Regions from separate parts of the Rattus norvegicus genome. Here region 2 is linked to region 1. Evidence: chromatin contacts called from public Hi-C data. All regions are on one chromosome and are shown on one strand. Each heading gives the region's core, a stretch centred on a gene start, on an enhancer-like site or on the middle of the called end of the contact. The rest is flanking DNA. Distances are from core to core; before and after follow the strand shown.

Region 1 (7,697 bases), core at 2,142-4,641:
TACAGTTGTAATACTGGTTCCACTATCTGCTCTCAGGAATGGTTCAGAGATACTCCTCAGAGACACTTACTACAAACATCCTTGGAAGAGAGGGGCAGGGGTCACTGCCCAGTATAAAGAATAGGGACTGCCCACACTCGGGATTTCCTCTTACAAAAGCCCATGATGCTTACATCACTCCATGGTGCTTCAGCTCAGGGAAAATCTCGGGAACTGACACTGGCTGCTGCTGTGGGTGGGACTGACACTGGCTGCTGCTGTGGGCGGTGAGTGATCATGTATTTTGCACTTGACTCCATGTTCTCCACCAGGGCCTATGAAAGGGGGCTGCTTGACTGGCGAATTCCCACGTAGAATATGTTTGTTGGCCCTTTGGTTGGTTTTGTTTGGTTGGTTTTTGTCATATGCCCAGCACTGTCTCCCCCAACCCCTCTCTTCCTCCCTCCTTCCTTCCCTTTGTCTATGTGTGTATATGTGTATATGTATATGTATGTATATGTATATGTATATGTATATGTATATGTATATGTATATGTATATGTATATGTATATGTATATATGTGTGTGGTGTATGTGTGTGGCGTGTGTATATATGTGTATGTATGTGTGTGGTGTATGTTTGTGGTATATGTGTATATATATGTATGCATGTATGTACGTATGTGTGTATATATGTACATGTATGTGTGTGGTATATGTGTGTGTGGTGTGTATAATGTGTGTGATATATGTGTGTATGGTGTGGTGTCTTACATATAAATGTGGGTATAGTGTGGTGTGCGTGTATGTGTGTGTGGTGTGGTGTATATGGTGTACTGTACAGTGTGGCATGTGGTTTGTGTATGTGTGTGTGTGTGCGTGGTGTTTGTATGTGTGTGTGTATGGTGTACTGTGTAGTGTGGCATGTGGTGTATATGTGTATGTGTGGTATGTGTGATGTGTATATGTGTGTGAATGTGTGGTGTGGTGTCTGTGTATGTGTATGTGTGTGTGTGTGTGTGTGTGTGTGTGTGTGCATTCACACATACATCGTCATAACCCTCATGAGATAGGCAGGTATCATTATTGTTCTTATCTTGCAGGATGTGAGGAACACAGAGACCTTACACGAATGATGGCCAAGCCAGGGTTTAAAACTAGGCAGTGTAGTTCCAGCATTTGAGCTCTGAGTCCTTCAAGCAGAGGGACCTGAGCTTGTGTCAGCTGCTGAATTTTACTTTAGAAATTAAGTTCTGCCTCTCTGTGTCTAGGCATAGACTGAGCAGCTGTGTGGGGTGATGGCATCCATTCCAAAGTTCCAGCAAGTTCTTGTGCATTCCCGTGACGTACATCTACAGAAGAAGAAAGTGCCTTGGTAGCTGCCTATATATGGTGTGGGGGGTAGAGCTCCACATGTCCGATGAGCAATGCCCATCAATCACAAGGACGACCAGGCTGGAGCAGTGAGCATCCAGGGACAGAGGACTAAAGGAGGACAGTAGCAGATGGCCTTGTGGATCACAGTCAAGGACTTCGGCTCGTTGGTGTGGGATTTCCACGGGGTTGTGACCCATCTGCCCTTGTCTGACTTATAAAATACAAATGCTCTTCAGGACCACTGCATGTATTAGCACTTAGGGTGAACCACCACTGTGGGAGCCCTGGGTACGTCTGACTATGGTTCCGCTGTATGGATGAGCTCTTGGGGTAGCGAGTGCTAAAGTGACTTTCCCCAGAGCGTACAGTTGGTCTTCATAGAGTTGCACTCTTTAATCCCAGCTAGGATTTCTGCAGCTCAGTGTCCTTTGGCCAGCCAGCCTTCAGGTCCCCAGAGAGAAGAGCCTCTGTCCAATTGTCTTGTCTACCCCGTGAACCCCGTGGCACACTTTCGAGCATAACTGCACACTCTTTGGAACCCTGGTGCACACTTTGGAACATAAGCACACACCCAGCAACCCGGCGACCGTTCCCTCCCTAGAGACTTACGCTTCTCACCGTGTGCAGTTCAAGGTCAGCAGGTTCACAGCCGCCTGCCACAGCCGTGCCTATTGATGGCATGTCTAGGTTCACACCGACGGAACTGGTGCAGGGCAAGGCTGTTCCCATTTCTAGCTTCTGCCCTACCCTGTTTTCCCCTTTCTCTTCCGAACCTGAAGAACACAACTCGTCTCTTGCTTCTGGTCCATGCCCAGGTCACAGTCTGTGAGAGCTACAGATCTCACAGTTGAGGGAGCAGGTGCTGTACTTTGTCCGTTTGGAGTCTTCCAAGGCTAGGGACAGTGGTGGCCAGTGTCTCCTTGGCCCATGCCCCACTCAGCACCCTTCCTGTCTTTCTGACGGCTTGTTCTGAGTTCCAAAGAGGTCCCCACCCTCCACATTTTTGGTTCTGTTCTTGACATCATCCTATGACATCACGCACTCATGGACATTGTAATTCCAGTCCCAATATGGCTCCTGAGTTGAATGTTTCTGTCTATATGGTTTCCCGGCTGCATGCCCACAAGATTCCTGGACTTTCACAACCCAGTAAGACCACTCGTCATCCCCACCCCCCACCCACCTCTCAGAATGATCCCAGCACATCCTCTGGGGACCCCGTTCAGCCCCCTTAGATGCTGCTCCCTCAAAGCCCGTCATGAACATGCCCTGTCCTCACGGCCTTTTCTGTACTCTACCATCTGCTTACTGGTGTTTAGCTACTGCAATGGTGTAGTTACAACTTCTCTTTCTGGAAGCTTTTTGGGAGTTCAGGTCTTCAGACCTTGCTTCTGGGGTCTGATTTAGTAAGAACAAAGGTAGGGTTAGGTAATTCTGGGGTTTATAGTTCTTAGATGCTCCTGCAACCCAACCCCCCATTCCCAATCCCCACCCCCAAAAACCCACCCCACGGCCAAGGCCTTTCAGTCTAGTGTGGTGTCTGCTGGGTTAATGGCTACAACTGTCATTGCCTAACATCTTCTGAACACTTTACAGTTCCTTTACTGTGCTGAGCCCTCTCTGTGCACTACTATACCACTAATATAACTCTAGGCTTTTACACTGTGAACACAGAGGTACAGGGAGCCATCAGTCTGCACAAGGACATGGTGTCTCTCACCCAAGGCCTTGTTTGTTCTTAATGATGGGTTTTTCTTTCTCATTTGCTTGCATGGTCCTGCTAACCAGATGGCTTTTGTTCTCCAAGTGCACCCTGCCTCCGAGCCTTTGCTGTCCTGCTTACCCTTCTCAAATGGCCAACCCCCTCCATCTTCTGTGGCTCCTGAACACATTGCAGATCCATCAGCTCAAATCCCCTCCAATTGGTTAATCATAGTTTTATAGCTCAGCACAGACAGCCGGAGTCCTCTCTCCATAGTCTTGCAAAGCTAAACTCGGGTGTCAGCTGGGACTTGGTTGTTCGCAAAGCAAGCTCTGGCTTCCCTCCCAGCTCACTGGCCACTGTCAGAACCCACTTTCTCACAGCTTGGCTCTCAGCTCTCTCCTGGCTAGCCAAATTCCGCATGAACAGCCAATCAGGGAAAACTCCACAAGAGTCCTTTTGAGTCTCCAATCTCTTCTGCCAGGAACATTCCAGTCCCTTTAAAGTATTCAGCTGATTGGGCGAGGCCTGCACTGGACAATCTTTAGATTTTTAAGATTGGCAGACCCAGGGATCTTAACCACACCCGCAGATTCTCTTCCCGGCCGCACTCAAGTTCATCGCTTGAACCACTGAGAGGAAGGATGTGTACATTGTGGGCTGTCAATCCACTTTTATTCTATCATGCTAGTTGACCTTCAGGACCCAGCTCAAGTGGTGACTGCTCTCTTCCTTGTCCTTCCACAAATGACACACACACATCCATTTTTCCAGGGGACTATGGTGTTTATAAAATAAAACACCTCCCACGCAATCCCCCTCCCACGCAATCCCCCTCCCACGCAGCTCCTGGGTCCATTTCCTACACCTACCTAGGCTCTACATTTCTTGAGAGCAGGAGCCTAGCCCAGGGCATCTTTGTGTTGCCAGCACCTGGGAGAGCCTCTAGCTTAACACATTCACTGCTAGAAACACGTGTCAGTTGAGCATGCTCTCCAGCTAAGAGCGTTTCTTTCGGAATCACATACAACAAAGAGCGGGATTGTGGTAGGTGACGGCGCATGCTTCCGGGGAAGTGCTAGGAACCTTGGGCGCTGCCTTTGATTCCCCAGGTCTTTGAAGGCAAGGAGGAGCTCCAGTTTTCTCAAAACCCCTCTGAGCAGAACTGTAGGTGACGACGGTGAGGCGGGCGAACCACTAGGTGTCACTCAAGATTCAATAAAGAGACTCAGGTCCTTAGAAAGGTATTTCCACCTTTCCTGGGGGAGGAAACTGATTAGATGGTCCCCACACATTGTTTCTGTTGGTTCACGATTCCTCACTAGCTGCTGTTTTCTCTCTGTGGACAAAAGCTGGGTCTAAAATAGGACACCAGTCAGACACCACCAGAGTTGGAACCACCTGGCCGTCGAATTCAGCCTCTCGGTTTTGTAGATAGGAAACTTGACGTGTGTGTGTGTGTGTGTGTGTGTGTGTGTGTGTGTGTGTGTGTGTGTGTGGCTTTACCGTGGGTCTGAGTTGCTCCCTACTAAAAGGTGTCTGAGATCTTCCCCAGCACCAAGTCTCCCTAGTTCTAGAGTCTGAGAAATGGAAGGTAATAGGGTAAAAAAAAATAGTAATAATCGGTTGTCTTTCTTAGAAATTAAGGTCTCTGGAGTAGGGGGGGCACACCTCCCCCTTGGAATCAGCACCTGCAATTAGCCACCGGATTTTATGCTCAGAACTGAAAGGAAGGGGCTAAGAAAGAGCTTGTGAGGAACATCTCCTGGTTGCTTTATTTTTAACAGCCTTCTAGAAGTGAAGTCTAGTCATAGGGTTCACCAACTGCCAGACTGTATTTTCCTTCACCCTCGGCAGAGGGCGCCCTTCTCCCGCGCCAGCTGCCCGCTGGGCGAAGCCCCGGAGGCTAGTCGAATCCTTACCCAGCTTGCCTGTGAAGCACCAGGGGCCAGCTGGCACATTACACTGAGATAATTCGGGACTCGCTTATGTTTCACCTTGGGACACAGTCTTGAGATCTTCTATCCCCTTCCCCCTCTGCAGATCTACAGCACATTGTTATCTTAAGTGAATATTGAAATTCAGTTGCATTTCCCGGTGCTCCTGGAAACTTGAGAGGTTACCCCACTGAGAATCCAGTTCTTGTTCTGAGAATCCAGAAACGTATTCAGAATGGAGAGTCCTGCCAGACTGCCTGCACAGAATGGGGAAAAAATCTGATCTATCGGTGCAATGAATTTTTTTAAAATCTGGGAACCCCCGGCCCCTCCCCTATTCTGTTTGATCTTCCTTCCTTGCATTGAAAAAAAATAAGTCATTCATTCATTTAGTTTTACAATATGCATTTTTTTTTAATAAAGCACGTTCTGTGTGCCAGGGACCTGGCTTGGGAAAGCGGGCTGGCTTGCTGGTTTGGGTGAAGTAAGGCATGGGAAAGGAGATAACTGAAGAGATATTTGTAGGGATAAGTGTGGGCCATTCGTGAGATGACTACCACAGAGGAGAGGCAAGATGGGGTGGGGGTGGGGAATGACAGCAAGTGCCTGAACCTCAGCCAGGACTCTCTTCTACCTTCCCTCCTTTTTGGGCTGCAAACTTACAAGGGTTACAGCCTCCCGGAAGTTGCAAGCTATTGCTCTCCTCATTGCCCTTCTCCTCATTGCTCTCCTCATTGCTAAATGAAGCAGCTGGAGGAGCTGGAGTCTGGCTAGACTCTGTTTCCAGCTTTGTGCCCTGCTCCTGAGTTGAGTATCAGCCATTATGCAGGAATCCACACCACTCAGTTCTCGTGAGGTTCAACATGGTCTAAAAGCAAGATGACAGTCTGGGTGCAGCGCTCCTGTTTCTCGGGGCTTGTAGAGCAGGTATCGGGATGCAGGTACCAAGGAAGCTGCTAGGACCTTAGAGACCAAAGGAGGAAGGCTGGACAGCTGACGGGTGTTACAGAGGAATGGTTCTGGGTCTGGGGCTTTAAGAACAGGTGAAAATAAGAATTTATGTGTTCTGGGGAGATACGAGGAAATGTCTATTGACCCAGATAGGACATCCATGACGGACCAAAGTACTGTTGTGAGCCAGTGAATTTATTAGGGTTACTTGCTTATAGGAGCATGGTGATGCAAAGACTGCTGAAAAACTCATCCTCAAACTGGTAATCATATATCCAGAGCTTTCTGCACGACTCTCGGTGTGACCCAGCTTGCCTGGGCTCCAGTCACGTCCCCCCCCCTTTCTTCCCTCCTCCAGCAAATGTCACTGCTCATACAGTGTTGGGAAGGGAGGGGACCTCTTGTGAGTTTCCATAGCTTCTTGAGACTCAGAAGTTTTGTTTACTTCCTTAACAAGCTTCCCTTCAGTTGGAGTGGAGATGGACATAGGCTTCAACTCCTGGATAGTTAGAAAAAAAAAAAAAAGATTAAGACAAAGCCAGCATACCATTAGCTACAGTAAGACAGAGGATAGAAGTTTTCCTCTACCATGGTGTCTGCAGTTCCATGGACGCAGAACAGGTGAATGGGCTCTCTGTGGCCCTGCCTGTGATTTTCTCAGAACAACGAAGGCAGAAGGAGGCAGAGACTTGGATCATTGCTTCTACCTACAGCTGCAGGCAGGGCGTTGAATAAGTGCTTCAGAGCATTGCTCTGCGGTGCTCCTCCTGTGCTCTGTAGTGCTCCTCCTATGCTCTGTGGTGCTCCTCCTGTGCTCTGTGGTGCTCCTCCTGCCCTGTGGTGCTCCTCCTATGCTCTGTAGTGCTCCTCCTGTGCTCTGTAGTGCTCCTCCTATGCTCTGTGGTGCTCCTCCTGTGCTCTGTGGTGCTCCTCTTGTGCTCCGCTGTGCTCCTCCTGTGCTCTGCGGTCCTCCTCCTGTGCTCTGTGGTGCTCCTCCTGTGCTCTGTGGTGCTCCTCCTATGCTCTGTGGTGCTCCTCCTGTGCTCTGTAGTGCTCCTCCTATGCTCTGCAGTGCTCCTCCTATGCTCTGCGGTGCTCCTCCTGTGCTCTGCGGTGCTCCTCCTATGTTCTGTGGAGCTCCTCCTATGCTCTGTGGTGCTCCTCCTGTGCTCTGTGGTGCTCCTCCTGTGCTCTGCGGTGCTCCTCCTGCCCTGTGGTGCTCCTCCTATGCTCTGTGGTGCTCCTCCTGTGCTCTGTAGTGCTCCTCCTATGCTCTGTGGTGCTCCTCCTGTGCTCTGTAGTGCTCCTCCTGTGCTCTGTGGTGCTCCTCCTATGCTCTGTGGTGCTCCTCCTGTGCTCTGTAGTGCTCCTCCTGTGCTCCGCTGTGCTCCTCCTGTGCTCTGCGGTCCTCCTCCTGTGCTCTGTGGTGCTCCTCCTGTGCTCTGTGGTGCTCCTCCTGTGCTCTGTGGTGCTCCTCCTGCCCTGTGGTGCTCCTCCTATGCTCTGTGGTGCTCCTCCTGTGCTCTGTAGTGCTCCTCCTATGCTCTGTGGTGCTCCTCCTATGCTCTGTGGTGCTCCTCCTATGCTCTGCGGTGCTCCTCCTGTGCTCTGCGGTGCTCCTCCTGTGCTCCGCGGTGCTCCTCCTGGTGCTCCTCTCTTACTTTCCTATAACCTGTAGCACTTTTCAGATTGCCTTTGTGGTCTGTCCTGCTGGCCTTGGTCACCTGCTCCCTGCTCATTCCATGCTGGTT
Region 2 (7,697 bases), core at 2,499-4,998, 170 kb after region 1:
AATCTCAGCTGTCAAATTCGCTTATCCACTGACTTACAGGCAACAGCTTTTAAAAAAAGTTGGACATGATGGTAAATACTTGTAATCCCAGGGCTGGGGAGCAGAAACGAGTGGTACCCTAGGGCTTGTTGGCCAACTAGCTTAGCCTACTTGTCCAGTTCTAGGCCAGGAAAGATTCTGTCTCTAAACAAAACAAAACAAATCAAAAATAGTGGATGGCACAAGAGAAATAATACTTAACGCATGTGCAGACTGACTCTCTCTCTCTCTCTCTCTCTCTCTCTCTCACACACACACACACACACACACACACACACACACACACGTGGAGGGGGAGGGAGATAAAGAAAGAGTACGAGAGAGACAGAGACTGAAAGTCCTTCAACGTCCTTTAAGGGTAAGTCCTCGAGGACCTGAAAGGGGGGACATTTACCATCCAAATGGCAGGGGTTAAGCAAAGGCAGCCTCTGCTCAGGACACACATCAGCTGGCAGGCTCAGCCTGTGCAGGCGTTTTTTTGTCAGAAGGCCCAGTTCTCCTCTCCACCCTCAGAAACCTGCCAAGCCTTCCTCCGGGTTAGGCCACCCTGACCTCCATCTGTGGGTAAAGAGAAGGGCGCTAGCAATTCAAGAAGCCTCTGCTGTCGGACGCCAGGGCTTCTGCTCCTCAGGACGACAGCCCTGAAGCCAAAGAAGCTAGTGAAGTGTTTCTGAATCATCTTCAACAATGAGAAACTTTCCACGGGATTGTGTGATTGGGGCAACGGAGTCCATTTTACTGTCCAGATTCCTTTGAAAACCCAAGAGCTACCAATGACCACACCATGTGGAGATGGGTGGGGGAGGTGTACCTTGTCCTGCCATTGGATTGGGTCTAAAATATTTGGCCTCACCCTGTCAAAGAGCATTATTTGGCAAAAGGAGTTTAAAGGTCACACTGGCTTTCATCTGAAAATCCTTTTTCTTTTTTTAATTTTTTATTTTTTTACTTATTCATTTTATATCCTGCTCACTGCCCCTCCCCCAGCCACCCCATCCCACAATCCTTTCATCTTCCCCCTTCCCCTTCTTCGCTGAGCAGACAAGTGCCCCCACAGGGAGGGTGGGGGGTGGGGGGGTATCCCTTTACCCTGGTACTTCAAGTCTCTGAGAGGCTAGGCACTTCTTCTCTCACTGAGGCCAGACAAGGCAGCCCAGTCAGAAGAACATAGCCCATGTATGGGCAAAAGATTTGGGGATAGGCCCTGTTCCAGCTGTTCAGGACCCATATTAAGGTCAAGCTGCACAATAGGAGTGGGGTGCCTAGGTCCAGCCTGTGTATGTTCCTTGGTTGGTTGGTGGTTCAGACTCTGAGTGCCCCAAGGTTTAGTTGATTCTGTTGGTCTTCCTGTGGAGCTCCTATCCCTTAGGGCCCACAATCCTTCCTCCTATTCTTCCATAAGAGCCCCCAAGCTCCATCCACTGTTTGGCTGTGGGTGTCTGTATAGAATAGAAGCAAGAAGCAGATGGAGGGAAGGAACTGGGAGGGAGAGGGATGGAGAGGGGAATGGGGGATTCAGGATCAGGGTGGGGAAGGACAGGAGAGATGGCCAGAGGGCCATGAAATGAATGAAAATCTGTAACCGACATGGGTGAGGAGGTGGGGGATATCTCCAGGATGAGACAGAGAGCTGGGATAAGGGAATCCCAGGAATCAACGGGGGTAACCTTAGCTGCGACTCACTACATTGGGGATATGGAACCTGAAAAGGCCACCTCCTGTAGCCAGGCAGGAACCCCAGTTGATCCCATAGAGACACCAACTCACCCACAAAACCTTCAACCCAAATTTTATCCTATCTACAAACAATGCAGGCACAGGGGAGAGAACAGAGATTGAGGGAATGACCAACGGATAAGCAGCCCAACTTGGGACCCATCCCATGGGCAAGCACCAATCCCTGAAACTACGAAGGATGCCCTGTTATGCTTACAGACAGGAGCAAGATGTTCGCTGGGAGGCTCCACCCAGCAGTTGACTCAGACAGATATCTGAGAACTCTTAAACAGGGGCACCGTAGAAACGGCTCCAGTGATTTAAGTACAGGCAGGCTTTAGGAGAGAAACACGGATCAGGGCTTAGAAGGGAACTGCCACTCAAAGTCACTTTCTTTACAAGTAAAGCAGAGACCAATTCAGACACAGAGGGGCTCTGCTTGTGAGTCTCCGTGTGGCGGGGAAACTGACTTCTTAGGGATACCATTCAGGCTTGGTCTGACGTGTAGACGTCTACTTCAGGAGGTGAGTCTCTTGACTGACCCGATCTGTGGCAATATAGTTGTAGATAGTGCAGTTGCAGTTTGGAGACTTGTGTCTTTCTCTAGCAGCCACTGCGAGTTTCACCAGACAAGCATATCAGAAGATGTAGGAGCAGTGGCACACCCCAGGGCAGACATCGTCATTTCCTAGATCTCTTGTGCCCTCTACAGAGACTCTCCATCTCTCTCCTCAGCAAGCTATTTCTCTTTCACTCTGCCTGTCCCTGTTTCTTCCTGGTCTCTTTCTTTCCCTCTCCCTCAATACCCTTCTTCTTCCTCCTTGCTTGTCTGGAATGTTTTTCTGATAGCTTTTTTTTTATGTTTCCCGTCATAATTTAATAAGAAGCTCACTCTTCCTCCCTAAATGGATGGCAGGATTTAACAAAACAAACGATGCCCAGTTCATCTGAGTTTTGACTAAACGGCAAATATTTGGGACACGCGTCAAAAAGCAGTTTCTTGTTTCTCCAAAACAAGTCATTGTTTTTGGTGTATCTGGCACCATGATCCCTCCAAGCTCACGGTGGCTCTGTGTAGGCCTCAAATGTATTCTTGTAGTTCTTCAAAAATAAAATGCTCTGTGGTAAACTTCATGATTCTCTCACAATTCAAAAAATTAGGATTAAACAATATATCCCGAACATTCCAGAGAGTTTTGGGTCTCTTGTTCACTCATGACACCCATGCCTGGGTCTGTAAGGAGCTCTTTGATTCCAACTCCACCACATGTGCCCTTCCTGAACCAGAGGTCAAGGGAGGTTCCAAAGTCACCAAATGCCAACAGACACATCAGGCCTTCCAGAAAGAGAAGGTTGATTTGCATATGGTAGGAGTTAAGTCAATAAATTATAAGCTTAACTTTCACTTTTGCCTTATATTTGATATATTCTCAGAATGACTGGAAGATGGGGGGGGGGGTTAAAGAAAGAACCCCTTTCTGGGGCTCCTTTGGGTGTCCTTAGGGGTGAAATTTATAAGAGAAGGTGTGTAGGTGTGCACTCCCAGGTGATGTGGGATCTCACCGCTGACGAGAGCTGGTCACCTAACCTGTCACCCTCTTGCATGTTGATATTTTATGCCTGTGAAGGACACGGAGCTGTCTGAAGGAAGCTGTAGCAAGAGCCTCTGCAGGGCATCCCACATCGCTTTCCACCCGAGTGACTCCAGCATTGATGGAAGTTCCACAAGCAACCCAAAAGAACAGACCCGCCATTCTGGAGGTCCTGAGGAAGGCTGCCTTCCGGCGCTGCCGTTTCTCAGCATGGTCCGGGCCAGGCTTTCTGCTCTGCCGGCTGGAGGACAGCCATCCTTATTGAGTGTATTTCCAAGAAAGCAGTTGACAGGCTTGCAGTGCTATTCCTGGAAATGTTCAATAGGCCATCCTCTGGCAAGGCCTGCTGCTGACGGATGGGTCTGAAGGGGTACCGCGTGCTCAGCGCTATCTAGGCCGGGCCTGTTCCCAGGTGCCTCTGAGAACCAGTTATCTCCAAGTACCACAGCCTCCGCGGAACTGCTTCCTCCCTGGCAGGGCCGCTGCCAGCCGGCTTGCTGCTAAATGAAGACAAGCGCCCTGTGACTATAAACAGTAAAACATCAGGTCCAGCTGATGTGCCTCCTGTGTGTCCCCACAGTAAGCTCCACGGGGATCCTTGACCACAGCCAGAGGGCACTCCATACAGCCGCTGATCTCTCACAGCAGCCACTGGAGAGCGGCCAAGCCTGCTGCCAGGCGGACTGATTCTCAGCAACCTTCAAAGTTGAGAGTTTACCCTCGATTTCCTAGCACAGTATGGACCCAGGCTTCTCGGGCTCGGCACTACATGCATTTTCCGGGTCCATCTGTGTGTTGGGAGCCTTATGTAAGCATCCCGAGCCTCCTTCTACTAACATGCCAGCAGCAGAAAACACAAAGAAAGAAAGAGAGCCTGGAAGGTGCAGGCTGAAGAGCCAGTCTCTGATGACAGGCCTGAGAGGGTCCTGGGGACCGTGCTTCAAGCCCTCTCCCTCACAGGCTGTGCTCTGATGATCCATGTTTGGTTTAGGACACAGATAGACAGACACACAGACAGAGTCTCTCTCTCTCTCTGTCTGTCTCTGTCTGTCTCTGTCTCTGTCTCTCTCTGTCTCTGTCTCTCTCTCTCTCTCTCTCTCTCTCTCTCTCTCTCTCTCTCTCTCTCCAGATATTGCTAAATATCCCCTTAGAAGGCAAAATTGCCCTTAATTGAAAATCACTATCTAGAGGCAAGGAGCTGGGTCCCTGGGGCGATGCCAGGGAAGGGGCAATGTATTTGCATTCAGAGGTGTTTAGTCTACAGACAAAAGAAAGCAGCTGGGGCTTCTACTGTGGAGCTTAAATCAAAGCAAGGCTCCCCTGAAAGGAAAGCCAGGCTGGCTATTTATAAAATTCCCTGACTCTTAACTGAAAACAACCACACGCTTTAGACAGCTTCCTCTCCCTCTTCTCTGCTTTTCTTGTAACTTTGAACAAGAATAATGGCCCTGTGTCCACCTGAAGGTAGAGAACAAAATTCCCCCCCCCCTCTTTCTTCAAAAAGGCTTTGGGAGGGTTGTTGTTGTTGTTGTTGTTGTTGTTATTGTTGTTGTTGTTGTTGTCTTTTGGTCATGTTGTCATAAACACCATCACCCGCCCCACCCTCCCCATCCCATTCCCCTACCCTCCCCACCTCCCTTCCCATCCCGGTGCCCTGCCCTTTCCACTCCTCTTCCCCACCCTGGTCTCCTGCCTTCCCCATCCCCCTCCCCACCCCCACCCTCCCTTTCTCCCCTGCCCCAGCCCTCCCATCCCCTGCCCTCCCCCTCTCCCTCCCTCCCCATCCCTGCCCCTGCTCTCCTCAACCCCATCCCCTCCGCCCCCCACCATCATCCTAGGAATTGTCTTTCTCTGACCAAAGCAGTGAGAGGGGAAAGTAGGGGTGGAACTGTGGGTGGAGTCGCCTTGATTTTTCTTCACAAAACTGGTGGACTTTTCTTTATCCTTAGAAACAGAAACCGGCCGGGAAATACCCCTTGCCCACATAGGAAGATACTATTGCTTTAAAACGGCTTTGCTGTTATATAATTCACGCCTGGCTTCTCCCGTCCAGCTTTCAAGGAAACTATAAAGAAATCTTGAAAGATCTCTCCTGCTCCTACTGGCAGAAATCACAAAGGAAAGGGGGAGTAACTGAACGCCCTGGTGGAAGGTACAGGCTGGAGAAGACAAGGCTGCGTGGGTCCTGGGGATGGCTTCAAGCCCTCTCCTTCACAGCACAGGCTGTGCCTTCGGAGGGCGCAAGGCCATATTTGCTTTTGGAAACAGGGCACTGTGATTAATCAAAGAAAACAAAACCAGCTTCATTTCCCATAACAGGTCCGAGGAGGGCTTTTCTAAGAAAAACCTTGATCCAAATGTTCCTTCTGTTTCCCTAATGGCCGATGAGGAGGGATCCATGGAAGCCAGTCCTGAAGAGTCCCCTTCAGAGAAAAGGGCTTCCTTATGCTAACTTACTCCAAACAGCAGGGCAGCAGCCGGTCTGCGGCAGCATCATTGACCCCTCTGGCAGCAAGCAAAAAAGGGTGTCCTGTCCCTGTACTCACTTGGGTACTCACCTGTTCTCTCTGGGCCATTCTGATCATCCAGGCTTCCTGGAATACCTGGGGGAACTGAACAATGATCAGGGGGGTCAGAGAAGGCAGGCAGCTGGGAGAACTGTGGGCAGCTGGCTCCCTTGCACAGGCTGACCTCTCAGGGGGTGAGACAAAGAGACAAAGGAGATACAGTCTGGGGTGCCAAATAAACTCAGGAATCGGAAAGTATTTTAATGGAAATCATTTAAGCAAAATGTAATTTCTAAAATCCATGGTGAACAAAACCTCTATCATTCAAAATATGGATATCCACTTTCAGTTAGGTACATTTCCAGCCGTGGGCTTGTGACACTGGAAAGTCACAAAGCAGCTCAGCGAAATGGGTACACCAAATCAGCCCTAGATTTAGAGACTGAAAAGTAGTCCACCCCATCAGCTGCCAACAAGCCTACCACCTCTGGGCTTCTGCCCTGTGTTGGGATGAGTTGGTTAATTTTGATTGGGCATGTTAGTATGGGCAGCCCCAAAAGGGGGGATTTTGATAGCTAGACTTCAACACTTTGATAGCTGGACCTTGGTAGTCAGCCTCAGGAGGAGGGAGTGGCCAAATAAGGGAATAGACCTTGGTGGTTATCTTTAGGGATGTAATCTAACAGTTTAGCAAGGAATTACCTCTGGGAATGGGAAAGAAAGGTAAAAGGCAACCCCCCCCCCACCCTAGTGAGTGTCCTGTTCGCCATGCTCAGACCTTCTAGAGCCCTTCTGGTGGGGAGGTGCAAAGGAAGACTCGTGGAGGATTCTGTGTTTGGGATTCTGACCAGAGTGCTGGAGCCTTAGGTCATCAGCCTGTGTCAATCTTCCAAGATGAATGGGCCTCAGCTTGTCTAGTCTCAAAATGGGATGGTAACAGGATTATGGAATGCCATGGTCCACAGCATTTGCACACATGTGTACACACAGAGAGGTACATGTGATGGAACAGGAGGGGTGGGGAAGGATGCTGGTAGATCTTGGTGGAACTGAGAAGAGAACCAAGCAAAGGAAGAGAGAGTAACTCAGATCCCATTCTTAGACAGCAAGTCCGCCGAGTTTCCCCGGAAACATCCTTGAAAAGAACCAAGCCCAGCGATCTATTTGACACTCAGAGCTCTGATTCTCTTGTTTTTTCCAGAGTATTCTAGAACATTCTACTCTCCTCTTTCTCTGGAAGACCAACGTTTACTTATACTATTTGAGAAGACGTCTACCACATCAATGAAATTTTATTATCTCGGGTGAAGAAACAGAGAAATAATAATTTTTTCCCTACTTTGCTGGTTCTGCCAGACCTCCAGGCCTTGCCCTTCGATTTGATAGCAAGGGGATTCTGGGAGTGGGCAAAGAATATGGAGGTAGGCAGCAGGCAGGTGACTTGTGGCCAGTTTTGCCATACTCCAAAGCCCCAGAACAGAGATACTTCAGGGAAAACAGTTTCTCCTCCAAGGCAGAGCGCCTTTGAATGGCCTCCCTGTGCCTTTCATGGTAGAACAAAGAGGAAAGGCAGTCTGTGAACTGGGAGGGCTGCTACTGACAGACATCCCCTGGAAGGCAGCCTGGGCATTTCCTTACCAAAGAAGAGGAGACAGAAGTGCCAAGAACTTAAAAGAATAAATATTCTAGAAATAATACTTGACCGTCTTTGGAATGTGTCCTTCCTCCCCTGGTAGACTGGTTTCTTAGAGACTGTTTCCTTTGGCTTCAGAAGTTGGTCTGCACTCTGCAAGCACCCACCTGCTCTGGGGGGAGTGACTGCTGCCCCCTCTGGCATCTGTGA

The links. A called contact is a pair of places that touch in the nucleus more often than the background predicts.
Region 2: a Hi-C map of Schwann cells shows a contact between it and region 1, with 11 times the contacts expected there. The contact joins two enhancer-like sites. A contact is called at or near these places in 2 of 12 Hi-C or Micro-C datasets (Schwann cells and frontal cortex) and 1 of 1 datasets of contacts at active chromatin or transcription factors (oligodendrocytes).

The regions. Positions count from the first base shown.
Region 1 is chr7:31,473,295-31,480,991 of GRCr8, forward strand. It overlaps LOC108351432 (a long non-coding RNA gene), which reads right to left. Exons shown (of 4, transcript XR_010053675.1): 4 at 5,384-7,697. Among named protein-coding and RNA genes, the nearest start is that of Plxnc1, 47 kb to the left of the region's middle. Within about 2 kb of position 3,392, at least 29 of the 93 cell types and tissues checked have an H3K27ac peak or open chromatin away from gene starts, as enhancers often do.
Region 2 is chr7:31,644,288-31,651,984 of GRCr8, forward strand. No RefSeq gene overlaps it. Among named protein-coding and RNA genes, the nearest start is that of Rpl36a-ps18, 60 kb to the left of the region's middle. Within about 2 kb of position 3,749, at least 64 of the 93 cell types and tissues checked have an H3K27ac peak or open chromatin away from gene starts, as enhancers often do.